2 separate regions of the Mus musculus genome follow, and region 1 is linked to region 2. Evidence: chromatin contacts called from public Hi-C data. All regions are on one chromosome and are shown on one strand. Each heading gives the region's core, a stretch centred on a gene start, on an enhancer-like site or on the middle of the called end of the contact. The rest is flanking DNA. Distances are from core to core; before and after follow the strand shown. Region 1 overlaps Xiap (X-linked inhibitor of apoptosis). Region 2 has its middle 35 kb from the start of Xiap.

Region 1 (6,360 bases), core at 3,182-5,681, 74 kb before region 2:
AATGAAAATCTAATTCTCCTGGGTTCTTATTTATTTATTTGAAACCAGTATTCCTCCAATATAAAACAGAAGATTAAAGTTAACAAGTATAGGCCCATGCAAAATATTTTCTTTGCTATTCTCATTAATTATGATCCATTATATTGTTTTGGGAATCTCATACAAAGACTGAAAATACTAAATAAACTGTCACCTAGCCTTATACCTATTGAGACTGTTATTTTGGTTACAATATAGATGGACATGTATTGTTTCAAACGATAGATACTCTCATCATCGAAAGACTGAGTCCTCTATTTTTTTTTTTTTTGTGTCACACTTTAAAAATTTCCGAACTGAAGAAGAATCAGAACTCTTAATTATTATGAATTAGAAAGGCCAACTCCTTCCAATTCTGAAATTCTTTCCTTTCAAATTAACGGCTCACATTTTGTCGTAGTAGTGTTGGCTCTGTAGAAATGCGGATCCGGTCTGCACAGTCCCATCCGGTTGCTGTCATCTACCAGCACGTACAGCTCAGCTTTCAAATCTTTAACCTTCATTGCTTGATTAAAGGGTAGTTTTTTAAAATCTTATGTATGGGTGTGTGCAGTATTCTTGTACAGGCACACATATGTGATCTAGTGTGCACGTGGAAGTCAGAGTTAAATAGGCAGGGGTCATTTCTACTCTGCCTTGTGGGTTCTGAGACTCAAACTTGTCATTGGGCTTGTTGGTACCTTTTCCCTGCTGAACTATCATGCTAGCCTTTGATCAGAGTAGTTTAAGGTCAGTGAGCATTGGGGATCATCCTGGTGTCACTGAAAAGCTCACATGGATACTCTAAGGAGGAAGGCATGCTCTGAAAGGGAGCTGGAAATAGTGGTTCATACCTAGACTCAGCCAAGTTTAAATCCAGCTGGAGCTAGAGATTAAGGCCCTATTTTAAATATATTGTGGATGTGTTGTGAAAAGGCTTGTTTGTTTTTTGATAATGGCAATGATTTTGACAGTGATTATACTGTCAAAGATTAACCAGGCCTGACACAGATAGCCTGAAATCAGTTTTTCTTTTTGAAAACAGGGTCTCGTGTATCCTCAGTTGGCCTTGAACTTGTGTCTTTCCCTTCTACATGCTGCATTTACAGGCATGTGCCATCATCCCTGGCTGGAATATAATTCATTTAAGGACCTGTATTGTGGATTATTAGAAGGGACAGAGCAACAGTCACTTGAAACTGCTCCTTGTAAATTTCTGTCCAGGGGAGCCTATATCATACCAGACTGCTCACATATTTTGAAACTCTGGCCAGTATGTACCCTAACTCACAAAAATCCCTTTGCTGCCTGCCTCAATGGGGCAGTGCTTCATAGACTCCTTATTCCTCCCCTGCTGGCACTTTGTTTTTACAAAGTGGCTGTACGATCTTTGAACACAGACAGGCTACTCTGAGAGGAGAGTGGTGTCAACTATTCATTTTCCCCCTGGTGTTGGCGGTTAAATCTAGGTTCTCATGTATGTCACTGTTGTCAGCAGCAGGTACTCTGCCACTGAACCACACTTTTAGCCCAAATTTAATGTATCTTTAAAAAGATTCATTCCCTTTTTATTTCATTTCATTTTTTGAACAGGGTGGCAGCAGGTTTCTCTATGTAACCCTGGCTATCTTAGAATTCAGAGATCTGCCTGCCTCTGCCTCCTGAGTACTGGGATTAAAGTCATGGACATACCACCTGGCTGATATGTGCAGTGTATCACAGAATGGGGTATGTGCCTGTGTGTGGTCCAGGAGGTAAGGGTACCTGGTGGCACACGCCTTTAATCCCAGCACTCCGAAGGCAGAGGCAGGCGGATTTCTGAGATAGAGGACAGCCAGGGCTATACAGAGAAACCCTGTCCCCTGTCTCGGAAAACCAATAATAATAATAATAATAAAATGAATAAAAATAAAAAATTAAGTCTTGGATTTGATTCTCAATGCTTCATATACCGGGTAGTCACAGCACTAAGGAAGTAGAGGAGAGAGGATCAGAAGAAATCCAAGGCCGCCCTTATCCATACGGAATTTAAGGCCAGTAGCCTGGGTTGATACATGAGATCCTCTCAACAAAACAAATCAAATACAAAGAAGATAACATTTTAAAGAATAGTGCTTTATTGAATAAGTCTTATTCACAGAAAAATAAGCTTTAATCTACAACAAATGACAGATTATAGAGCAGAAAGCAATTCCATAAAGGAGTTTCCATAAACGAGTCATAAAATTATATTCACAAATATAGTACAACACATGACAAAAGAATTGGTCTTTTTTTTTTTCAGGTAAAGTATAACAAAAATGCCAAAACAGAAATTACACGAAAGCCATTATTACATCAAAATGCAAATTTGTTGGTAAGTATAGACAGTGATAAAATATACTTACAGAGTAATCTTAAATGCTCATTAATAATACATAAGCACATAGTAAATGCCAAACAGCTGTACTCACATCTGCAAATTTCAGCCTCCAAAAGAGAACTTTACCACTCAAGCATTACTGTCATATTGTTTAATTTGAAAGTATCAGCAACCGTCTTACTGTAGAAACTACAAAGCACCACTTACTGTGCCCTGATAAGAGTGTAATAGAATGAAGAGTTGACAAACACCTGAGACTTCCAGTAAGGAATCTATCACTAATCAGCTATATAGCTTCGGGCCAATCACCTTTCCTTTAAGTTGCCTCAACAATAAAATGAAGGTGGTGGTGGTAGTGTGAATAAGTGACTTTCTAAGGTCATTTCTAGCTCTGATAGTCAGTGATTTTATTATATAAGGAAGAAATCTACATTGCACTAAATGTTTCAGAGCCAAACTAAAATATTAAGATGGTAATAAGTTGACTGTTTCTATTGGAAAAAATTCGACTGAATTTAGTAAGAATACTTTCTCTAATTTTTGAAAAGGTAATTTAAATATTTTTAAAGGGTTGAACTATTTATTACAATTTATAGCTTTGTTACAAGAAGCATCCAGAGAAACAAATAATAGTGAGTAAAAGTTAACATAAAGAGTTTCATTTAAGCTTTAAAGATTACTTTTATTTTATGTGTACTTGTGTATGACTGTGTATGTATACACACATGCATGCACCCCTGAAGGCCAAAAGAGGGCACCAGAGCTACATGTGTCTTTGTCCATGTGGGTGCTGGGAACTGAACCTAAGTCCTCTGAAAAAGCAGCAAGTACTCTTAACTGAGTAATAGTTCTGGGCCTCTTTTAAGCTTTAGTCTAAGATCTTCCATCAAGACAAAGCCATGGAGGATTCTAAGTTGTAGGATGAGAGTTAACACTTAAGAGTATATAAGATGTTCTTGTGTTAACACTCTTGGTCTTCTCTCTTTTGTGTATGTGTCTGGGTGTAAGTGGTTACCTGCCATGTTACATGTGTGGAGGCAGCAGATAACTTGTGGATGTTGGTGGGCTCTCACCTTCCCACTTTGTTTACCATGGTGCCTCTTCATTAATACATAAGCCATTAACTGACCATGAGCTTTGGGGCATTCTCCTAGCTACTTCCTGTTTCATGTAGGCATTCTGGGATTACAGGTGCTTGGGCTAGTGCGCTCAGCTTTTTGTTTGTTTTGTTTTCTTTTATGAATAAGACAGGGTTCCCTGTCCTGGAACTCACTCTGTAGATCAGGCTGGCTTCAAACCCAGATATGTCTACCCCTGCCTCCCAAATGCTGGGATTAAAGGAGTGCACTAACCATGACCTGGCTGCTTTTATGCCCGTTCTGGGGATCTGAATTCAGGTTGTCAAGCCTATTTTTGACTAGTTCTTTCCTTCACTGATGGCTACCTTTTTAAAAAGAGAAGATGTGACTAAAATGTGAAGTATTTCTCTACCCACTTTCTTGCTTCTCTCATAGCAGTGACAGACAGGCTACTCCATCTCTCCTCTTCCTTTATCCAGTATCTGGGGACTCAGAAGTCCAGGAAGACTTAGGTCTAATGGGAACAATGCATGCAGCTAAGGTTGCAGTGGCACTTTCCATTCAGAGAGCTCAAAATATAAATCTTACTAAAATAAAAAACAGAGCAACACACTGTGACTAACAAGACAACAAACTGTCCTACCCCAGCGAATCACATTGTAGTCACTCCACTCACCTCACCTCTACCCCTAACTACAGGAAGAGGCAAAAGTCTAGGAGGAAAGACAATACTTTAATAAATGCTAAACACTCACACACATCTTGATCAACACAGTAAATAACAAATGAAAGTAACTATTACAAAATAACTTCAAAATTCACATGACTAATATGTAGTAAAACGGGTGGTTACTTCAAAATTCTAGAATGAACTTTATACAGCAAAAGACCATCAGCACGCAGACACTGAACTCTCTCAGGGGTGGTGATTCAGAGCCGGTTATTCTGTGACCTTCCGAGTGACCATTTTTTACACAACCATACTGGAAAGGATCCAGTACCTTTTTTTTTTTAGTGTGATTTCAGACCAGCTCTGCTAAGTCTCCAATAATTTGATTAGAGTTGGAGTGCTGTGATTTTAAGAACCCGAAGCAACAGCATTTTCTAAACAATTCCTAAAATAAACTTGTTAGCCACATCAGCTCCATGAATTCAATTTCGCAACTCATGAAGACAAGAAAAGAGGTCTTGCTTAACTCTCAGCACACAGGTTTTAAAAGAGTTTTAATGAACTGAGGCTCTGAGAACAAGAAAAGTGTTATTTGAAAACATTCAGTCCTTGAGTCCTAGGCTAAGGACTAGATTAAACAAACTACCTATATGACTTGTACCTGAAGTGCCTTGGAAACAATTTTTAAAACTATTCCCTGGCAGAATGCTTGAAATATAAATTGAAATTGAAATCTTAGTCAACTTAGATCAAATGTAACCTAATGATCATATAACTAAATCTAAGCAGAAGGCAGTATACAGAACTAAGGATTTTCATGAAGAAGACAGAGAGAGAGAGAGAGAGAGAGACAGTCAGTTACTTAATTCTGTTGGTTTCTATTTAAATTTGCAATTAAAATAACATCACTTACCATAGTAGTCAACAGAGGTTAGGAGAACCTAACAATACTCTTTCTCTTAGAAAATACAACAAAAAGTCTAAATTGTAACAGTTTCACTCTCAAACTGTTCTCTGTAGTAAAATAGACCAGTCTTTACAAGAGGTCTCTCATGATAATTACTTAAGGTAAATCCCGTGTTCTATGAAGCACTTTAGCTTTTGATTGTATTCATATTGACTTATACAAGTTGTTAAAAATATTCAAACAACCACTCTTCTCAGTATGTTACAATTTCCAAGGTTTTAAGGATCTTCAGAAAATATTTTTAAAGTATCCACTACCATTACTAGTCATGAAAACAAACAAACATAAAACAATCAAAGACTGAACATTTTGTACTATATACATCTTAACCATCCTAACATCGAAACCTACATGAAACTTGTAGGACACAGAATGACACTGAGAAAGAATCTCAACACGGAGAGCCAACACTAAAACTACAAGCCATATACACCAGGCGTCTACATTTACCTACGTAAGCGGACAGATGGTTACAATACTGGGTTAACAAAGATCTTTTAGTAAAGTGACTTAGGCAGGCTTCAACTAGCAAGGATTAAGGGTGAATCCTTACTAATTAATTGGAAGATCTGAGACATATTTTATATTTCATTTTACAAAATCAGAAATAGTTATTTTGAAACAAGATAAAAAGACATGATCTACCTGTCAGAAAACTACCACTCAGAAATATTTTTCATCCACAAAGCAGGTAAAATAAAAACATTTAAAGTTCACATTGGCACCAGAAAAGTTAACTGGCCTGCCTTCCTGGATTAGAAAAACTAAAACTGAGCGATAAGTAGTTTTGCAGACGTTTGAACATGCCTAAGCCTTTAAATCAGCAACATATTTACTAAGAACTCTGATTATAAAAGTAATACATACTTATAAAACCTTTAAACAGAAAAAAATGAAAAAATAAAGTGAAGGGCTCTATAAGCCCCTCTAAGACCCACCCCCCACCCCCTGAAGAAAAAATACATTTAAGAGTGTGATACTTATATTTTCAAACCTTTTTGTCCTGTACAGATACAAAATACACACAAGCTGATTTGGCTCCAACTAGATACAGTGTTTTGCCATTTGTATTTTACACTTAACTATATCTGTGTTGCCTTTCCATGTCAGTACATGCTGGTTAGATGGTAGTCTACCATTCAATATCTTTTAGGAGATGACGAAATCACTTAAAAATACTCATATAAGTACATTTATAACTCCAATAAATTCCAAGTAAATGGGCAGAATCCTAAAACACAGAAGTGAGCATCTAAAACAATCT
Region 2 (5,784 bases), core at 1,296-3,795:
ACAACAAAAACTGCCTTATGCCATTTTCTTAGGAGGCAGAGGACAAGGTCTTCTGTCAAACTCAGGTGGGGTATGGGTCCAACGTTTGCTTATGTGGGTACCTACAAGGTTAGGGCAGTGTGAGAGAGTAATTTCCCTACAACCCTATTTCTTTTTATCATTATTATTATTATTATTATTATTATTATTATTATTATTATTTTGGTTTTTCGAGACAGGGTTTCTCTGTATAGCCCTGGCTGTCCTGGAACTCACTCTGTAGACCAGGCTGGCCTCGAACTCAGAAATCCACCTGCCTCTGCCTCCCAAGTGCTGGGATTAAAGGCGTACGCCACCACAGCCAGTTTCTTTTCATCATTATTAATTATGGCCTGGAGAGATGATGGCTCAGCATCTTGTGTTCTGTTCCTAGCACATACATGGTGGTTCACAACTACCTGGAAGTTCTCCAAGTACCAGGTACACATGGGTGCACACATAAATGTAACTCAGAACACTCATATGCATACAAACAGCTAAAGAAGTTTTAAACCATTAACTTGAAAGGCAGTTTTGCGCAGGGAATACTGACAACTTTCACCCCTCACTTCCTTATCTCCCCACAGAAGCTTTCTGGCTCTTTCATGACTCTTTGTTTTGTGATCCACTGGGATTAACCAGGGCTTTCAGGGCTGACCTCGGATTTGAGGTATCTCTTGAAGCCTGGTGGACTTGGCAATAGGTACACAATTAAAGATGCTGGCTCTCCTGTTGGAAGCCGCCCTCACATTTGCCATTATAAGATGGCGCTGACAGCTGTGTTCTAAGTGGTAAACATAATCTGCACACGTGCAGGGGCAGTTTTCCCGCCATGTGTTCTGCCTTTCCCGTGATGACAACTGAGCCGATGGGCTGCAGCCAATCAGGGAGTGATACGTCCTAGGCGAAGGATAACTCTCCTAAATAGGGACGGGGTTTCGCTTTCGTTTTTTGGGTTTGAGTTTTGCACTCTTGCTCCTGAAGATGTAAGCAATAAAGTTTTGCCGCAGAAGATTCTGGTTTGTTGTGTCTTTCCTGGCCGGTCGTGAGAACGCGGGTAAGACTCTCCTTCTTCCAGGGTCTTGTCAATAAATAGCCAGTATTTCATAGGTAAAGAGTGAGGTCCTGAGAGCCCCTCCTCCTTCCTTGACTCACTGAGAGGGCTTGTCTTGTATGTATCCACTACAAGTAACTAAGTTGTCAGTCAATAACTGGAGCAGTTGTATACAATCTAAAGACTGGCACTTCATATCCCTTCATCTTAGCTGCCAGCTATTCCAGACTTCCTGTCCCCCTTTCCACAATGCTCCTTGAGCCTTGCAAGGGATTATATGTCTTCTTTAGAGTCGTGTCCACAACAAGCCTATTTCTTAATTGTTGATAGTAAGGACAGCAGAAGTCTTGGGTGGAAGGAAGGATGCAGCCCTCCCTCACTACAGCATGATTTGCAGGAAATAGGAGAAGTTTTGGGGTAACGGGCTGTTAGTTCTTAGCGTCTTTATGTTGCTGTAGAAATTGATTTGCTTCCTCTAGCCACCACGTCATTGTCAAGAGAGAGAGAGAGAAGGAATTAATGGTAACTTGACAACTTTGGCCTTTGCAGTCTGATGCTTTCCGTTTTTGTTATTTTGTTCTTTCTGGAGGACAGGTTTCCCTTTCTCAATCAACGCCTCCGGATTTTCTCAGAAGGCTTTAGGCTGGTGTGTAGCTGAGTGGTAGAGTCTTGTGCTTAGCATATGAAAACACTAGGCATTCCGTTCTCAGCACCAAAAGAAAACGTTGAGAAGAGATCTTTTCTGTGTGAGGGAAAGAGCTCTTAAAAAGTGGTTGGGCGTTACCAATGGTTACAGCCACGTCTCTGTCCAGATAGAGCAGACTAAATCAATATTTCCTCTTCAGAATGCTGTCTGAACAAGGCCTATTCCTGTTTGGGTATGCCACATGTTATAAGACATTAGGAAAAATTAAGGCTAACATTCACAAAGTCAATAACCCACAGGAAACCTGTGGATTGCTTAAAAATAAAATAACCTGTTGGAAGCCTGAAAAAAAAAACGCCAACGTTAAAAAAATACTAGGCACTTGGGAAATTAAATATGCAGCTTAGTTAGCTGCAGAGTCAAAGAAGCTATTGTAAAAAGGAAAAAAGATGTCTTTCAAAAATGGAACTTGAGTTTCTGACGGGGAGAATGGGAGATTAGAGGAACGTGGCAGCTTGGATACTAAGGGAAAATACATGAACTCAGAAAAGAATGATGACTCCTTTGCTAGGGACTCTAATTCTTCTTTCTGAAACACAGCTGAGAAAATGCCAGCTAGAAAATCAGTGGGATTAAAGAGATGACAAGGGGATGGGATGTGTGGCCACGGGCTGGGAGGTGGTGTTTTCAGGTTGCTGGTGGCTTAAATGAAAGGGCTGAGATAAAGCCTTGTGAGAGGTGACTGAGTAAACACGTCTTATCTTTCCTTCTCTCGCAGCCTATACTTTCTCCTAAGGGGACCAGGGACAGGACAGGGACAAATAATTGCGTCCTTGTACTTTACCCCTTGCTGGTGCTGGATCGGACCATCGACTAGGCCACGGCTGCCTAGAAGGGTTTAGCTGTGGGAGGCTGCCACCTGGTGGTCAGATATGGGAGGTGCAGAAGAATTCATAGGGGCCTCCTACCTTTTTTGTTTACTGGCCATCTAATGTGAGCTGTTTGCTTAAAGGAATTATCTCATTTAAATGTCATGACACATAATCACACCTATCACTCCAGCACTCAGGGAGCTGAAACAGGAGGATTGCTTAGAGTTCAGACCTGAGCTAGAATATGACACCTTTAATTAAAAAAAAAATGGAGGAGGTTGGAAATACAGGTCAGTTGGTAGAACGCCTGCCTGTCATGCATAAAACCTTTGGTTCAATACCCAATACTTCAGAAAACAGGTGTGATGACATACACCTATAATCCCAAGGCTTGGAAGGTAGAGGCAGGGTCAGGAGTTCAAGGTCATCCTTGGCTACTTCAAGACTAGCCTGGGCTATAGAGGACCATGCCTCAGAAAACCAAAAAGTAGAAATAAATACCAAACAAAAAATCCAATAAAATTAATTAATTAAAAAAATAAGCCTGTCTCATAGCAATCGTAGTAGGCTTGGTGGGTGAGACCTGGCATGCCAATCCTTGGGAAGCAGAAAGAGAACTGCCTTGAGATCCAGGCTAGCCCAGATGACAGAGCGATACTCTTGTATCCAAAACCAAACCAAACCCCCCCAACAATCTCTTACTGTGGGTATCACTGTCACTTGATACATGAATGATCTATATTAAACTGTTAAGGTAATTAAAGTTATTAGTATATAGCTCAATTGCTATAATGCTTGTCTAGCATGCTTGAGAGGGGCAAGAGAAGTGCCTTTTATTTAGGGCTATATGAAGATGAAAAGGATGAGAGAAGAACTGTCACCAGTGAAATGATGTCTAAAAAGAAGAGGAAGGAGTCAGGATCCATCAGCATAGAGGCTGTAGTTGTACAGATAAAATCCAAGTCATAACTGTGGTTAACTTTCCTTGGGAATGGTGGAGTTTGCAAAGTGGGGAGTACCTTTAAAAGGCTGAAAGGTAAAAAGCCCTCTGTAGTAAGCTACCGTTTGAGTCTTGACAATTAAAAGATGGGTGTGTGTGCACATGCTAGAGGTGTTACTATATGCCTGGGTATGTGATGCTAGGGACCCAGCCCAGGGCTTAGTACCAGTGAGGCGGGATCCAGGAGGAAGTGAGGAAGGCAGAGTCATGAACTTGGAAAACAGACTCTGCACCAGCAAGTGGCAAGGTACAGGTCTACTTGACTGAGCAGCAACAAGCATTTCTTTGTTTTGTTTTGTTTTGGCTTGTTTTTTTTTTTTTTTTTTTTTTTTTTACACAGCCATTGGTCCAATGGGGAATCAACACGAGCTCTGGAATAGCCAACCATCCACTGGAACTATGGGGAGGTTCCAGGCTGCCAGCACCAGAGGACACTTCCATAAAGCCAGCGGAAGCAGCCACCGCCCTATTCCCGGCCCATTCTGGGGTTCCACTAGTTTGCAAGAATCCTCTATTTTGTGGCACACTGTATGTCAGTGGACATGGACACTGATACTCTTAAGGCAGTATGGAACCTCCCTCACTGTCCGCAGAGCCATCGCACACGCAAGGTCCATCCTTAGCCCTGCTCAGCAGTTCTTTGGATGGCAGCTCCGATCTTCCTTGGAAGCTTGTTGTTTTCTTTTATAATCCCTGTCTCTCATTTTCCTTCATGTAAACATGTGTGTGTGTGTGTCTGCTGGGAATAGAACTGAGAGCTTTGCACATGCTAGGCAAGTGTTCAGTCAGGGTTTTAGTTGTTGTTGTTATTCTTGTTGTTTTGTTTTGTCAGCTTTGCAGGAGGAATCTGGGAAGAGGAAACCTCAGTTGAGCAAATGCCCCCATCAGGCTGGCCTGTAGGGGACTTCATGAATTTTCATGAATGATGTTTGGTGGGAAAGAGCCCATTCTACTGTGAGTATTGCCCCCACTGGCTAGTGGGCCTGGATGGTATAAGAAAAGCAACTGAGAGAGCTATGAGGAGTGAGCTACTTGGTAACATTCCTCCATGGCCTCTGGTTTAGTTCCTGGGTCCACGTTCATGCCTTGAGTTCCTGCCCTGACTTCCTTTAATGATGGACTTTAGACTATAAGATGAAATAAAACCTTTGCTCCCCAAGTTGCTTTTAGTCATGGTGTTTGCCACAGCAACAGAAAGGAGACCAAAACAACATGTGCTGTACCACTGAGCATATCTACACCTTCTTAGGCATCTCTTTTTAAAAATTTAAATAAGATTTATTTTTCTATGTATGAGTGGTCTTCCTACATGTATGTGTGTGTACCATAAATCTGCCTTTTTGTCCCCAGAGGTCATAGGAGGGCATCAGATCCTCTGGAATTGAAGTAACAGCTGCTTGTGAGCCACCATGTGGATGCTGAAAACTGAACCCAGGTCCTCTGCAAGAGCAAGAAGCGTTCTTAACCACTGAGACATCTCTCTAGCACTTTAAACATCTCTTGTCACCCTTAAAGGTTCCATTAACCCCCCCCCCTCTCTCTCCTCTGTTTCTGGATCTGCTCATTTGACATTTTTCATAACTGCAATAAATGAAACAAAACAATTGAAAGCCCATAGAGATCTTGAAGTAGATAACCTGAAGCAGCTTTGTTGGTTGGCCTTGTTCTTCTTGTTCTTTTCCTGTAGGATAAAGGATGTAATTGTTGGCTGAAATTGAAGGACTAATTCATCCATAAAAGGTTAGTGTGCCCACCAAATGAGAGAGCAGATATGAATCAGCAAGCATAATGCATGGCTGAATAAGGCAGAATGTTGACAAAGTGTCCCATGTCCATTGGACTTGGTGCTACATAATTGTAGTCCCAGCACTTGAGAGGCTGAAGCAGGAAAACTGAGGCGATCCTGAGCTACATATCAATATACCATTACAAACACCCAAAGCAGGCCTTGTGGAGAGCTTAAAGTCCTGGTTGGGCATGGCTATAGTAGAGGCAACTTACAAAGGTTGGTCAAGGCTCTATAACTGAGAATGTGGAATGGGTGGAGCAGGGGTGGTAGACATGGGTCCTAGGCAGGGATAAGTGAACAGACAGAAGCAGCCATCTGAGAAAGCAAAAACCCATTAGCCACAAAAGCTTATGCAAAGCACCGAGGTCTATTCCATGGATTAAATAGCCAGTTTAAAGAAAAGCA

The links. Hi-C and Micro-C count contacts between places; a contact is called where the count stands out from the background.
Region 1: a Hi-C map of liver shows a contact between it and region 2, with 5 times the contacts expected there. The contact joins two enhancer-like sites. A contact is called at or near these places in 1 of 39 promoter capture datasets (embryonic stem cells), 2 of 15 datasets of contacts at CTCF or cohesin (embryonic stem cells and pro-B cells), 20 of 484 Hi-C or Micro-C datasets (the AML12 cell line, Sertoli cells, cerebral cortex and 7 more), 5 of 115 datasets of contacts at active chromatin or transcription factors (CD8 T cells, bone marrow-derived dendritic cells, embryonic stem cells and 1 more) and 4 of 9 other capture datasets (adipose tissue, embryonic stem cells, liver and 1 more).

The regions. Positions count from the first base shown.
Region 1 is chrX:42,105,417-42,111,776 of GRCm38.p6, reverse strand. It overlaps Xiap (X-linked inhibitor of apoptosis), which reads right to left. Exons shown (of 8, transcript NM_009688.3): 8 at 2,113-6,360. Among named protein-coding and RNA genes, the nearest start is that of Xiap, 41 kb to the right of the region's middle. Within about 2 kb of position 4,431, at least 11 of the 459 cell types and tissues checked have an H3K27ac peak or open chromatin away from gene starts, as enhancers often do. A contact at or near this core is called in adipose tissue and liver, where this site is marked.
Region 2 is chrX:42,030,127-42,035,910 of GRCm38.p6, reverse strand. No RefSeq gene overlaps it. Among named protein-coding and RNA genes, the nearest start is that of Xiap, 35 kb to the left of the region's middle. Within about 2 kb of position 2,545, at least 44 of the 459 cell types and tissues checked have an H3K27ac peak or open chromatin away from gene starts, as enhancers often do. A contact at or near this core is called in adipose tissue and liver, where this site is marked.